3 separate regions of the Capra hircus genome follow, and all the other regions are linked to region 3. A link is a contact called in public Hi-C data. All regions are on one chromosome and are shown on one strand. The core of a region is the stretch at or near the end of the contact, and the rest is flanking DNA. Distances in the headings are between cores, read along the strand shown.

Evidence for each region. Hi-C and Micro-C count contacts between places; a contact is called where the count stands out from the background.
Region 1: a Hi-C map of liver shows a contact between it and region 3, with 3 times the contacts expected there. The contact joins the promoter of HECA here to the enhancer-like site in region 3. A contact is called at or near these places in 4 of 5 Hi-C or Micro-C datasets (blood and liver).
Region 2: a contact with region 3 is called in a Hi-C map of blood, with 5 times the contacts expected there. The contact joins two enhancer-like sites. A contact is called at or near these places in 3 of 5 Hi-C or Micro-C datasets (blood and liver).

The regions. Positions count from the first base shown.
Region 1 is chr9:63,949,061-63,953,366 of ARS1.2, forward strand. HECA (headcase protein homolog) reads left to right here and starts at 1,846. Exons shown (of 4, transcript XM_018053273.1): 1 at 1,846-2,250. The coding sequence starts at 1,980.
Region 2 is chr9:64,003,834-64,007,927 of ARS1.2, forward strand. No RefSeq gene overlaps it. Among named protein-coding and RNA genes, the nearest start is that of HECA, 55 kb to the left of the region's middle. Within about 2 kb of position 2,223, at least 3 of the 5 cell types and tissues checked have an H3K27ac peak or open chromatin away from gene starts, as enhancers often do.
Region 3 is chr9:64,135,709-64,140,115 of ARS1.2, forward strand. No RefSeq gene overlaps it. Among named protein-coding and RNA genes, the nearest start is that of CITED2, 12 kb to the right of the region's middle. Within about 2 kb of position 2,588, at least 2 of the 5 cell types and tissues checked have an H3K27ac peak or open chromatin away from gene starts, as enhancers often do.

The sequences.
Region 1 (4,306 bases), core at 596-3,095, 190 kb before region 3:
AGAGTTTGCTCAAACTCATGTCCATTGAGTCGGTGATGCCATCCAACCATCTCATCTTCTGTCACCTGCTTCTCCTCCTGCCCTCAATCTTTCTGAGCATCAGAGTCTTTTCCAAAGACTCGGCTCTTCAGATTAGGCGGCCAAAATATTGGAGCTTCACCTTCAGCATCAGTCCTTCCAATGAATATTCAGGGTTAATTTCCTCTCTCCTCTGGCAAAATTAGGGAATTAAAAGATCCATCACTTTCCTCCTGAAAAGTCCAACCTGCTTCTGAGTGTGCTCTCTTGCAGCTCCTGGCTCTGTTATGAATGCCCAATATTCCCAGGGAGTTTCCCCATTATGTAAACACAGGGCAAGTACTTCCCTGTCTACCTCTTTATGTTTCAGAACACAACTAAAGATTTTTTAAAAAGTTAAAAAAACCTAAACCCTTTTTATTTTGTATTAGAGTATAGCCAATTAAAAATGTTGTGGTAGTTTCAGGTGGACAGCAAAGGGACTCAGCCATACATATAGATAAATCCATTCTCCCCCGTACTCCCCTCCCATCCAGACTGCCATATAACATTGAGCAGAGTTCCAAGATTCTTTACTGGAAAGCTGGGTTAATTAAAGAAGATCACACTGTATAGGAAGGGAGAACTGTAAATTGTCAGTTAACATAGTTTTCCCTCCACAGTTCATGGGAAAAGAACATATACACTCAACAAATACATGCCAGCTGTCCTGCTGAGGTGCCCAAGACAGATAAAATGTCCTACATGTTGAACTTTCATTTGAGAAGCAGATAGACAGGAAATAGGTAAACATATATACATTGACAACCTAATTAGAGATGGATGAGGTGGTACTTCTGATAGCCCTTTTGGGGAATGGCATCAGTTCTATCATTGTGAAGGAAGTGATGTGTTTGAGCTGAGACCTGAAGGGTGGGAAGGAGCTAGTCTTCAAAAAAGCCGAAAAGAGTTGCAGAAAAAGAGACCACGGGAAACTGTTCCTGGGGTTCCCTGCCCCTCAAGTCACTGCCTTATCACTGGTGTCACCCTCTGCTCTCCACCTGCTCACAACAGTGGCCGCCGGGCTTTCAGGACAACTCAGTCCACGGGGATTGGGTGTTCCCTCCAGGAAGAGCCTGCTTCTCCGTCCCTGGAGACGTTTAGTATCATCCCTGGATGGTGGGTTCTGTTTGAACCAGCGGTTTCACCACTAGACTGTGACGGCCTTCCATTCACGGACTCTTCTGTCCTTTCTCATTTTCTAGGAACTTGACTCGATTTCTTTAATTAGTGAATCTACAACTGTTTCTGAATGGCAGAGCATTTTGATGTATGATTAATTAGAAACTCTTTGTTTTCCAATTCTGTTCTGGTCACCCCCCCACCCCCATTTTCTCCCGATCATATTGTTCTAAGCCTCAATTACATGAAGGTCAGAAGGCCTCCGACTAACTCCAGATGCCACTGGACTGGCGTTTAGGGCCATTTCAGGAAGGTAGGTCCGCAGGCACCCAGGTGCAGTCGGAGACCCGGAGTGCGGGCGCCCCGATGACGTCACTCCAAGGCTGCCGGCTCAGCGCGGGGCGTGACGTCACGCGGGCGGGCCAGGCCACCATGAGGTCACCTAGTGGGTGCGGCCAGGCCGAATCCCCAGTGTCGTCACGGGAGGGGGCGGGGCCAGAGCGTGTCAGCGAAGCCGAATCAAAACAAGCCCGAGACCCGCCTTTTCCCTCCGGCTGGAGAGCTTCTTGCTTGCGCCCCGAGCCCGCGGCGCCCGCGCGGCTGCGAGCCTCGGGTGACCGCGCGCCGGCTCCAGGAAGCCGGGGAGGGCGCGGCAGCCGGGATGGCGCGGCGCGGGCCGCGCGGCTAGACGGGCGCCAGCGGAGCCGCCGGCCCGCGCCCTCCGTTCTCGGCCTCCCGAACCCGGCGTCGCGCCGCTGGGAGCCGCCTTCACCGACGCGGGGCACCTGGACGCTCGCGAGATGCCCAATCCCAAAAACAGTAAAGGCGGCCGCAAAAACAAGCGCGCCAACAGCAGCGGGGACGAGCAGGAAAATGGAGCCGGGGCCCTGGCAGTGGCGGGCGCGGCGGGGGCGGCGGCCGGGGGGGCCCTGGCGGCGGCGGCCGGCTGCGGAGCAGCGGCGGCGGGCGCACCCGGCACCGGGGGCGCGGCGGGCGCCGGAGGCGCGGGGCCGGGCGCCGCCAACGCCGCGGCCGCCGCGGGGGCTGCAGCCGCGGGCGACGCCAAGAACGGTGAGTCGGGTCCGGTCGGGCGAGCGCCAACTTCCTCACCGACGGGGACGGCGCGGCGGCGGCGGGGCCCAGGGTGGCGCGGGCGATGCGTGGACAATGCGAGAGTCAGGAAGTGCTCACCCCGCCCCTCCGCCCCGCCGCGGCTGCCCCTTCCCGGTCCCCACGCACGGCGGCGGCGATCGATCGCCGGCCCCGGCTCGGTGTCCGCGCCGCTCTCCGGTCGCGCGCCTCGGGCAGCCTGCGCCCCAAACTCCGAGGGGCTGTCGGGTCCCCGGTCGGGGCGGCGCTCCCCTCGGGCCCTGCCCGTTGTGCTCGCGCTGGCAAAGCCGAGTGTGTGCTCTAGACCAGGGAGGACGAAGGAAGGGAAGAAAGAGCTGCTCAAGTTGAGAAGAATGGTCCGATTGGAAACTTAGGCACCAGTTCCTTCTTCCCTGTGCTCCCCTCACCCACCCGCCTTCCCCTCCCCTGAGTGAAGGGGAGCCTCAAATCCCGGCCGACCGGGGCTTGCTGTGTCGACTGCCACAGGTGAAGAGGCCCCGAGACATTTTTACTGTAGGGTGTGTGTGTGTGTGTGTGTGTCGCTGGGCCGAGGGGGCGGGGGTGTGCTCTTTAATTCTGCTCGCTTGAGGAAGGAAGAGAATCTGAACTTGACTTCCGTTCTCAGCCCGGAGTTAAAAAAAAAAAAATCATTATTTAATTCTACTTCACATTTTAGGAGGAAGCTTAATAACCTGAATGCACCTTTTGAGAGAGCGTTTAAGGAATAGTGAAGATACCACAAGATTGCCGTTGTCACTGCAGAGACACAGTCTTACAGCGTGCTGGGCAAACACTTTTTCGGACTTGGGCAGTTCTTTGAATTCCTCTGGTCAAGTAGGTTTTCAGAGCAGGGAATATAGGTATATTTTAATGAAGAGAGATTGGGTTCCTAATATCTGACTTTTAACTTGTAGGTTTCAGCTTCCAAAGCCCTTCTTTATGTAGATCACTTACTTTTTAAACTGGTGAACTGCACTTAGAAGAACCCGCATGGTTATCAGAGCAGAGGAGGCTGAAGATTAGCCGATTAGAACCTTAGGCCCCTTGGCTATATCTCTGCAATTTTGAAATAGGAAGGTTCCCCACGCCGCCCACCCCCCAGGAACAAACATCCCATTTGTGAATGTTTGAAAAGTCAAAATTTGGCCAGACTGTCTTTGGCGTGTTCTGTTTTTTTTTTTTGCCACCCCATGGGCTGTAGCCCGCCAGGTTCCTCTGTGAAATTCTCCGGGCAAGAATACTGAGTGGGTTGCCAGTCCCTTTTCCAGGGGATCTTCCTGACCCAGGGATCAAACCTGGGTCTCCTCCTTGCAGGCAGATTCTTTACCTTCTGAGTCACTTTAATTGACCCCCCCACCCCCCCTTTTTTTTTGTTCTAAACTTCATCTTGGTATTGATGTGGCAGAGGAGAAAGAAGCGACTCCTTGCTCAGCCATTCAGTTTTGTCATCTCGGGAAGGACAGCTGTTCTGAGCTTCAATTTCCTACCCTGTAAAATCGGGGAAAAAAGAATTATGCTGATTGTATTGGCTCCCTCAGGAAGTTATCCGAGGCTCAGAGTGTCCCTTCTCTACCCAGTCCCCAGTACTTGTTGTTTTAGAAGCTGGTTACATTTGTAACAAGCTTAGTCAAGTTTGTCAAGGAAAGTAAGTGATCAGTGAATGACAGCTGTCATTCACTCATTCAAAAGATACTAAGCATTTACCATGTTACAAGTACTGTGTTAAGTATTAAAGGACAGGTGGCAGTCAAAGAAAGGACCTGCTGGTCCTCACCGGAGCTTGCATTCCTGGGGATGGTTCAGAGGGCTTACCCTGCGTCTGCTTGAAAGTTTCAGGTTGACTGTTCCCTTTTCTTCTTTAAAAGATAAGACCTCGTAAGTGGTGTGACGGAATGTTTTCCTTAGGCTATGGTTATGGTGCCCCTGTTACTGCTTTCCACTGAAGTGGCAATCTCAGGTATATTTAGCAGTTCTGTGTATGTCTGTGTGAAGGTATGTATTTGTGATTTGGAGTTTG
Region 2 (4,094 bases), core at 973-3,472, 130 kb before region 3:
TTCTCTTAAAGCTGGTGTGCATATTTGGGTTTGTATTAGTTGAAAGCTTTAAGAAAATATCTCTAGAAAATCACTGAAGCTGTGGAAGAAAGTGTATTCAAAATCGCTAAGTTCTAAAATTCAAAAGAAACAATTTTATCAAACAAGAATGATGTTTAAAATAGTTCAGGAGAAGTTTTTTCTTTTAAAGCTGTCTCTATTTTGAGATTGGAGTGGGTACTTTGGCACTTTCAGTTTTCTTGGTTTGTGCTATGCTCTGCTAAGTCACTTCAGTTGTGTCCGGCTCTTTGCGACCCTGTGGACTGTAGCCTGCCAGGTTCCTCTTGCCATGGGATTCTCCAGGCAAGAATACTGGAGTGGGTTGCCATTCCCTTCTCCAAGGTATTTTTCTGATTCAGGGATTGAACCTGCATTTCTTAGGTCTCCTGTACTGGCAGTTGGATCTTTTACCTCTAGCATTACCTGGGTAAGCCCTTTCTTGGTTTAATATAATTTAAGTTAACAAGATACTGATTATGAGTGTAAAGATTTCAAAATTTATAGTTCAACCCCAAGGGAAGAAAATCAGAAAGGCCTTGAAGTAAACGGTCTGCTTTGGAGCTGTGCTCATTTTGAAAGTATACATTTCTGGACCAGATTTCTAATGTGTGCCAAGGAAGTAAGCTTGCAAGGTACTGAGAGAAGTTTCTCCCAGCAGCTCACCTAATGGTTAAACTTGAATTTGTAGTAGCTGATAGTTGCTTTAGGTGCCCTCTTTGAACTGAATTGTAGGAATTAAAGAATAAGCCATCTAAGAAGTCTTACCAGGTCAACAGTTGAATGACTGGCTGGAAACATGTTTTCAAAACTACTTTGCACAGAGCCTTGCAAAAAGAAGGGGGCTGCAATGGATGGAAAACATGATGATTGAATCTTTATGGGTAAAACTATGAGCTCACATAAATATTTAATACCTTAAGTTATTGCCCACCTGGACTGTAGTCAAAAATAAAATCATAGTAAAATACCAGAAAGTTTAGCAGGGCCTTAAATGCAGTTCTCACAGTAGTAGCTTAAGAAAGTTTGATGTGATGTGAAAGTCGCTCAGTTGTGCCCAACCCTTTGTGACCCACAGGACTATATCAGTCCATGTAATTCTCCAGGCCAGAATATTGGAGTGGGTAACCTTTCCCTTCTTCAGGGGATCTTCCCAACCAAGAGATCGAACCCAGATCTCCCACATTGCAGGCAGATTCTTTACCAGCTGAGCCACCAGGGGAGCCCAAGAATACTGGTGTGGGTAGCCTATCCCATCTCCAGCGGATCTTCCTGGCCCAGGAATTGAACTGGGGTCTCCTGCATTGCAGGTGGATTCTTTACCAACTGAGCTATCAGGGAAACCCTAAGAAAGTTTAGTTTGTGAATGATTGATTCTCCCTTCAATCTGGGTATCTTGCATCCAACATGCATCTTTGCCCATTTCCAATTATTTGTGTTTACCTGGACTCTTCCTGGAGAAGGAAGCACCCCTGTGCAGTTCATTGGATTATGCTTGGATGATGGCTGTGGACCGAGGCTGGGCACCAGGATCTCTCTGCAGGAAGGGTCCCCTGGGGTGTTCAGGTTCTGCTGCCCAGATGCAAAAGTGTGTGACCATATCACCCCAGTTTGGGGTTTTTAACTTAATAGACTGTTTATTTACTAACTAACCTATTATTTGTATGTATTGAGGAAGTAAGATTGGGTCATTAGGTGCTAAAAACATTTGAAACCATATTTTATTGATCATTGTCAGAAATGTGCTATTAGCACATATGGAGGAGTTTGTGAATACAGGGAAGGGATTGAATACTTTGAGAGTTTTCCTGGCATTATTTTCAGAAAGCCTGGCCAAGAGGACCGGCTTAGGGCATCTGCAAAGCAGCTATTTTGAGAACAAAATTCCAAACATATCATTTGTCAGTCAGCAACTCAAGAATCAAACCAAAACAGAACAATAAAGAAGTCATCATGACTTCTTCTCAGCTTAGTGACAGTGGTGATGGAACACAGGGAAAGATGGAAAACCCTTGGAGGTGGACTTGGGAGTGAATCGTGGCTGAGTTCAGTGAGCGTGTTTCTCAGCTGTGGAATACAGACACAGCTTCACCACCTTTCTGTTGTTGGTCTAGTGTAGATCACTCCTCCTTCTGTCCCTGGTGCCTCACGCACCGCCTGCTTAAGGGTGAGTCCTTAATTGTGTTCTATAAACTCTGCAGTTGCTGGCTTGCCCATGTCTCACTTAAGTGGAATACTGCCTGGATCCCAACTGTAGTTAAGTTTCAAGTTTGTTCAGAGCAAAATGAACTTCCTTGTAACTTTTTTCAGTGTAACTCTCAAAAACAGTCACCAACTTTGGCAGAAGATGAGGCCTCCTTAATGACTGTACAAAGGTGGTTTTCAGGCCCACCCTGGGTGCCATGCCCGTCTTGCTGGCCGTGAAGCCAGCTAGGCCTGCAGTGCTCAGTAGGTGGCGCTCGTGCTCTCTCTGTGCCGCAGCCATCGCGGAGGGTGTGGGTTTGGGCCGCAGGAATGCAGATATATCGTCTACTCAAAGCGGCTTCCTTGGGTCGGCAGCAGCATAAACCCATTATCGGCAGCTGCTGCTGAACTGTCCTTGCTTTGGCATCTGTGAGGTTGGGCACTGCAAGAAGCAAAACCGCTGACTGAAATAAGCAGGTTAGGGGTCTGTTATCTGGTTCCCTGCAGATGGGTCTGGGAGCAACTTGGAGACCAAGACCAGAGTCCAGGAAGGCTCTTCTCTCCTGTAACTGTGGTCTGGAAAAATCTCATCAATGTGGCCAGCTCTCTAAAGCCCCATTTTGGAGCCAATTTAGTGAAAATCAAGAACATTTTGAACCAGTGACAGAATTATAATTTTTATACTTATGAGCTGGCTTCTCCTGGTCAGTCTTGATTTCCAGCATTCGATCTTATTACTGATGTAAGAGCAGTAGCCCTCAGTGCCTCCTTCTATTTGGGGTATAGAATATATAGTCACCATAATTACCACTTTCTGACAGCTGCTGCTGCTGCTAAGTCGCTTCAGTCGTGTCTGACTCTGCGACCCCATAGACGGCAGCCCACCAGGCTCCGCCGTCCCTGGGATTCTCCAGGCAAGAACACTGGAGGGGGTTGCCATTTCCTTCTCCAATGCATGAAAGTGAAAAGTGAAAGTGAAGTCACTCAGTCATGTCCAACTCTTCGTGACCCCATGGACTGCAGCCTTCCAGGCTCCTCAGTCCATGGGATTTTCCAGGAAAGAGTACTGGAGTGGGTGGCCATTGCCTTCTCCTTCTGACAGCTGAGTCTCAAGCGGTGTTATGGACTGAATGTGTTCTTCGAAGTTCTTGTGTTTAAATTGTAATCCCCAATATGATGAGATCCCCTGGAGGAGGGTGTGGCAACCCATTCCAATATTCTTGCCTGGAGAATTCCATGGACAGAGGAGCCTGGCAGGCTCATGGGGTGACAAAGAGTCGGACACCAGTGAGCGACTAATGTGATGGTATTAAGATGTGGGGCCATTGAGAGGTGATTCAGTCATAAGGGTGGAACCCTAATGAATGGGATGAATGCCCTTGGAGAAGAGGTTCCAGAGAGCCTTCTCATCCCTCCAGCAGGTGAAGACACAGAAGATGGCCAGCTCTGAACCAGAAAGCAGGCTCTCACCAGACATTGAATCTGCCTGCACCTTGATTTTGGACTTTCCAGCCTCCAGAACTGTGAGAAATAAATTTACGTTTTTTTTAAGCCACTCGGTCTGTGATATTTTGGTATAGCAGTATGAAGACTAAGACAATCAACAACATGCCCCCTATTTCTAACTTCAATTCTTATAAACAAAGTGATGGGAAACCAAAACCATGAGTCACTAAGATTTGGCTTTTGCTATTCTCTGGTAGTTCAGCTGGTAAAGAATCTGCCTGCAATGCTGGAGATCCTGGTTCGATTCCTGGGTTGGGAAGATCCGCTGGAGAAGGAATAGGCTACCCACTCCAGTATTCTTGGGCTTCCCTGGTGGCTGGTAAAGAATCTGCCTGTCATGCGGGAGACCTGGGTTTGATCCCTGGGTT
Region 3 (4,407 bases), core at 1,338-3,837:
TGTTGGCAATTTGATCTCCAGTTCCTCTGTCTTTTGTAAATTGAGCTTGAACGTCTGGAAGTTCTCAGTTCACATACTTTTGAAGCCTAGCTTGGGGAATTTTCTTAAAACCACGTAATATTTGATAATTTTTGAAAAGTACTGTCTTGCAGTTGGGTTTCTAGGTTGATGGCCTCTGAGATGGATTTTAGCTTTTCCTACTGGGAAGTGGGTGGGCCGGGGGTGGGGGTTACTGCTGGAAGCATTGCCTATGGAAGGAAGGGGCAGGAAGCAGATTGGGCAGATGATGGGGTACGTTGCAGCCTGGATAAAGTCCTCAACTCACCCCCTCGAATCTCTGAAGCTAGGATGGCCTTTCAGAGTTGTTCTGAGTTGGGGTGAGGGAACCAGACCTTTATCCCAGTCATTGGAGGCAGGCTACCTGAGGAATTACCGACTCAAGGGACATGAATTTGAGTAAGTGCTGGGGGTTGGTGATGGACAGGGAAGCCTGGTGTGCTGCAGTCCATGGGGTTGCAAAGAATCAGACACAACTGAGTGACTGAACTGAACTGAACCTGAGGAAAAGGAATGGTCTTGGGCAGTGTGACCAGGAATTCTGAAGAGCTGTGGGCTGTCTGTGGGCTGCATTCCCAGCAACTGAGGGAAAAAGTCCTTCAGTCCTGAAGTGAAATTTGCAGAGCACATCAGTGTCCATTGCTCACTGTAATATCGGTGCAAGAGTATGTTAGAAGCTTTAACTGAGGAGGAAATTTTAAATTTCCTCTGATACTTTAAAACAGACACTTTACATTCCTCATTTTTTTTGTGGAAAAGATCATTTTTTACTTCACTCACTAGTATAGGTATAAAATAACCCCCCAATATGTATTTCAATGAAACATTAAAAAAAATTTGTGTTAGTATGTGTTAGGATGGTTTTGTGTCATGTGACTGAATCTAACTCAGATTAGTGCTGGGATAGGAAAATATATTGTTTCATGTAGCTAAACTTCAGGAAAGACAAAGTTGCAACTAGACTTCAGGGACTCAGATTTTTGTCTCTGCTTCTCTCTTCATGTTGTTTTGACTCTCTCAGACTAGCTCATTCAGTACAGCTGGCAGTATGGCTAACAGCAGTTTCCAAACTTATAATTTCATCACTAGAGAAAAAACTTGACCTCTCTATTGTTAAACTCACTGGGAAAGGTTTTTATTGGGTCAGGTTTTATCCATGGACCAGTCAGCTGCAGCCAGGTGGATAAGTTATGATGATTAGACCAATTCAGTCTATCTGGGCAAACCTAACCAAGCATGGCCGTCAAGTAAAATCATGTGTATTCTTATGTGGATACATTACTGGGGTGGAGAAAGGTATTTTGTGGAAGGCTAGAGCAAGCAATGAGTAGATAGAATAAAAGATATCCTGCGGTAGATTTCTCTTATGCCCCCCCCACCCCTTTTCCATCTTAGCAGACTAATTCTGTATTCTTTTTTGGCTTTGGCATAGGAACCAGTGAATTTTATCATGGAAATATGACATAGCTGTCAATAATTTGTTCCTAAATATTAGGTTCTCTTCATTTTGTACTAAGATTAATCACCTGCCAACATGTACATGATTTTCTTGGTTCAACGAAATTGTTGATTAATCATATTAACAAGAGAATTTTCGAAGGGCCAGAAATGAAGACATAATGAGTATATATTTCTTTTTAAGAGGATATTTATTTATATTAGCAAATGTCACTTTATAGAAGACATTTCAACCTTTATCAAATAAACCTGCTCTGAGTGATTCATAATATAATTTTGTTAGCAATACATCTTTATTATATAAAGAAGACTCATTTGAAAATATAAAGGCTTTAAAAATAGTTCTTTTAAGTTCCAGCAAAAAATCCAGGCCTTAAAACAAGAATTTTGGAAAGAGTTCACTTAACTTTTGAATCTTCTAGTGATGGAGTTGTTGGCCTCCATCTACCTACCCTACCTACCCTAACTGTGTTAATTCCATTCTGTGGTAAAACCTATCCCAATGGTTAGTTCAGAAAAGGGAATGTGACACAGTACATGGAGGGAAGGGATTCTTCTGGGAAGTTTTCTTTTCTCTTGAAGGAAAAAAAAAAAAAGCCACAGAAAGAGATAGCCATTCTTTTGGACCTTGTTGGTCCATACATCATGTAAGCTCTTCTAATGTCACTTAGTCTGAGGTAAAAAGAAAAAAAAAACAAGTCCTTGTTGACATTATTAGTGAATTAACCAATCTGCCACAATGTAGGGAGGTCTCTCAGAGAGGAATACTTGAGATGGATTTTGAAGGCCACTTCATCAAGGGGAAAATGAAAAGGGCCTTCCAGGCAGAGAGAACAACATATGCCAAAGCACAGAGTCGTTAAATAGGTGTTTGAATCACTCAAGCTAGAGCAGATGAAGACTTGTCTGGGGAGACTTCATAGGAACTATGCCCAGCTGATGGCTGGGTTCTGGGTGCTGAATCAGGGAGTTAAAAAGCTGTCAATGACAGATGCACCTTCTCTCTCCATCTGTGCTTGGGATCATGTGGTCTCTTAGTATTGCTTTGTTCTGACAAGGTGTTCCACTCCTCTGGATTCATGGAATTCACTAGTGCGGTGAGGTGAGAGGCCTAGTGAACACCAATTCTCATTTTGACTTCTGCAAGCTAGTTTCACTCATCTTCAGTATAAGTATATGGCCCCCAAAGGACAGCTCAGGCTCAAATCCAGAGAATTTCAGTTTAAGCACCACTGTAATCTGACTATAGTTTCTGTTTTTTTTGGTTGGAGTTTTCCTGGTCAGCTAATGTGCTAGATAGCTTTCAGCCAGCTGTTTGAGCCACAGTCCAGTCCACCAACATTTAAAGTAAGAGCAAAGGGCCAATGAAAGGCATTGAACTGGATGGGCTTGACAGGCAGGAGGAGAAACAGGAGAGAGCAATGGGTCAGAGAAAGGATTAACAACCTAAAAATATCTTTCTGACTGAGGCACTCAGTCTTATCATTCAAAACATTCCTGTAGTTTAAATGCTGTACTCTCTCTAGAGTTTCTCTCTTAAGATATGTGTTCTTAGTGGGGCAGAAAACGGAGCCCCTGGTACCTGAGTAAGTGGAAGGCAGGATGAGAGCACTTCAGAAAGGGTAGGGGAGAATTAGAGCAAAAAAGTGGAGGCTTGCTCAAAGACACCTTTTGTCCAATTTGCAATTTTTATTACAGTGTAATGAGTAATGGTACCTGGGCAGAGAGTTAAAGAAGTGTCTTTGGCTTGTCCTTAATGTTGAAGGTTATAATAGGTCATGTGGTATAGTGTATGTTTCAGTAAAATCAGCAGTGGTGGAGGGCAATTTCTTTAGGTATGTGACACTCTAGTTTTGGTTGCTCAGGAGAAAAATGCAATTATGGGCTTACAGGCCTTCAGCTACACCTAGTGGCCAAGTAGTGAAAGGAGCAAATATGTTATTGTATTAATATTTTGTTGTAGTTCTTTAGCTACATTACTTTTACAGTCAGTTAAACGAATTATTTACAAATTATGCTCTGTGATTCCTTTTATATGTTATTTTTGACTAGTCTGTTAGCTTGTCATCTAGCTAAACAACTGATTCTCCAAATTGGAGGAATGTTGTGGTGTGAAACAAAGAGACTATGTGTGTTGGGAAGTTGAGGGGAGGGAAATAAAATGTCAGCCATGTGCCTCCTGCTCCTTGACAACCCTTAAGAACCTAATTAAAATGTTTGACATTGTCCAGCTTCCTCTACTTTAGCATTATGTAAAGGATTGTCTCTGAGAAAATAAACAATAACAGTGATGATGTTAATAACAATAACAGTGATGATTGTGGTTCAGGAACAGACATTTGAAGGAAAGAGAGTGTAAATATTTGAGAGTGTTATTTATGAGACTGGAAGAATGAACTTAATCTGTAAGAAAATAGAACAAAACCTGATCAAATTATTTTTAAGAATGTTACATAGTCACCTATGTCTTTGCAACTGCATGTACTAGAAATATGTTGTGGGTGGTCACTTTTTGATATTTGCTTACAGATAGGGAACTCTCAGCAGCCAACACTTATGTGCATTTTGACATTGAAGTGGAACATTGACTGATGGCAGCCCTTGGAGGATTGACTCAACTGGCTCAGGTCTATAGCACACCCCCAGACTCACAGTTAGGTTAGAGAAAGAACAGTAAGAAATGATATTTTGAAGGAGTTTTATATAATATTTTACTCCAATATTTTACTTTCCAAAGGGAGAAAATGATAGGAATGGGTTTATGTTTCCTTCATGAGGCTTTGAATACAGGATATATTAATTAAACATACACCTTCATTTCACTGATGGAGAAACTTGAGAGAATAGTGATTGAATTACCCAGCTCTTTGGTTGCAGAGCTAAGGCTACAAC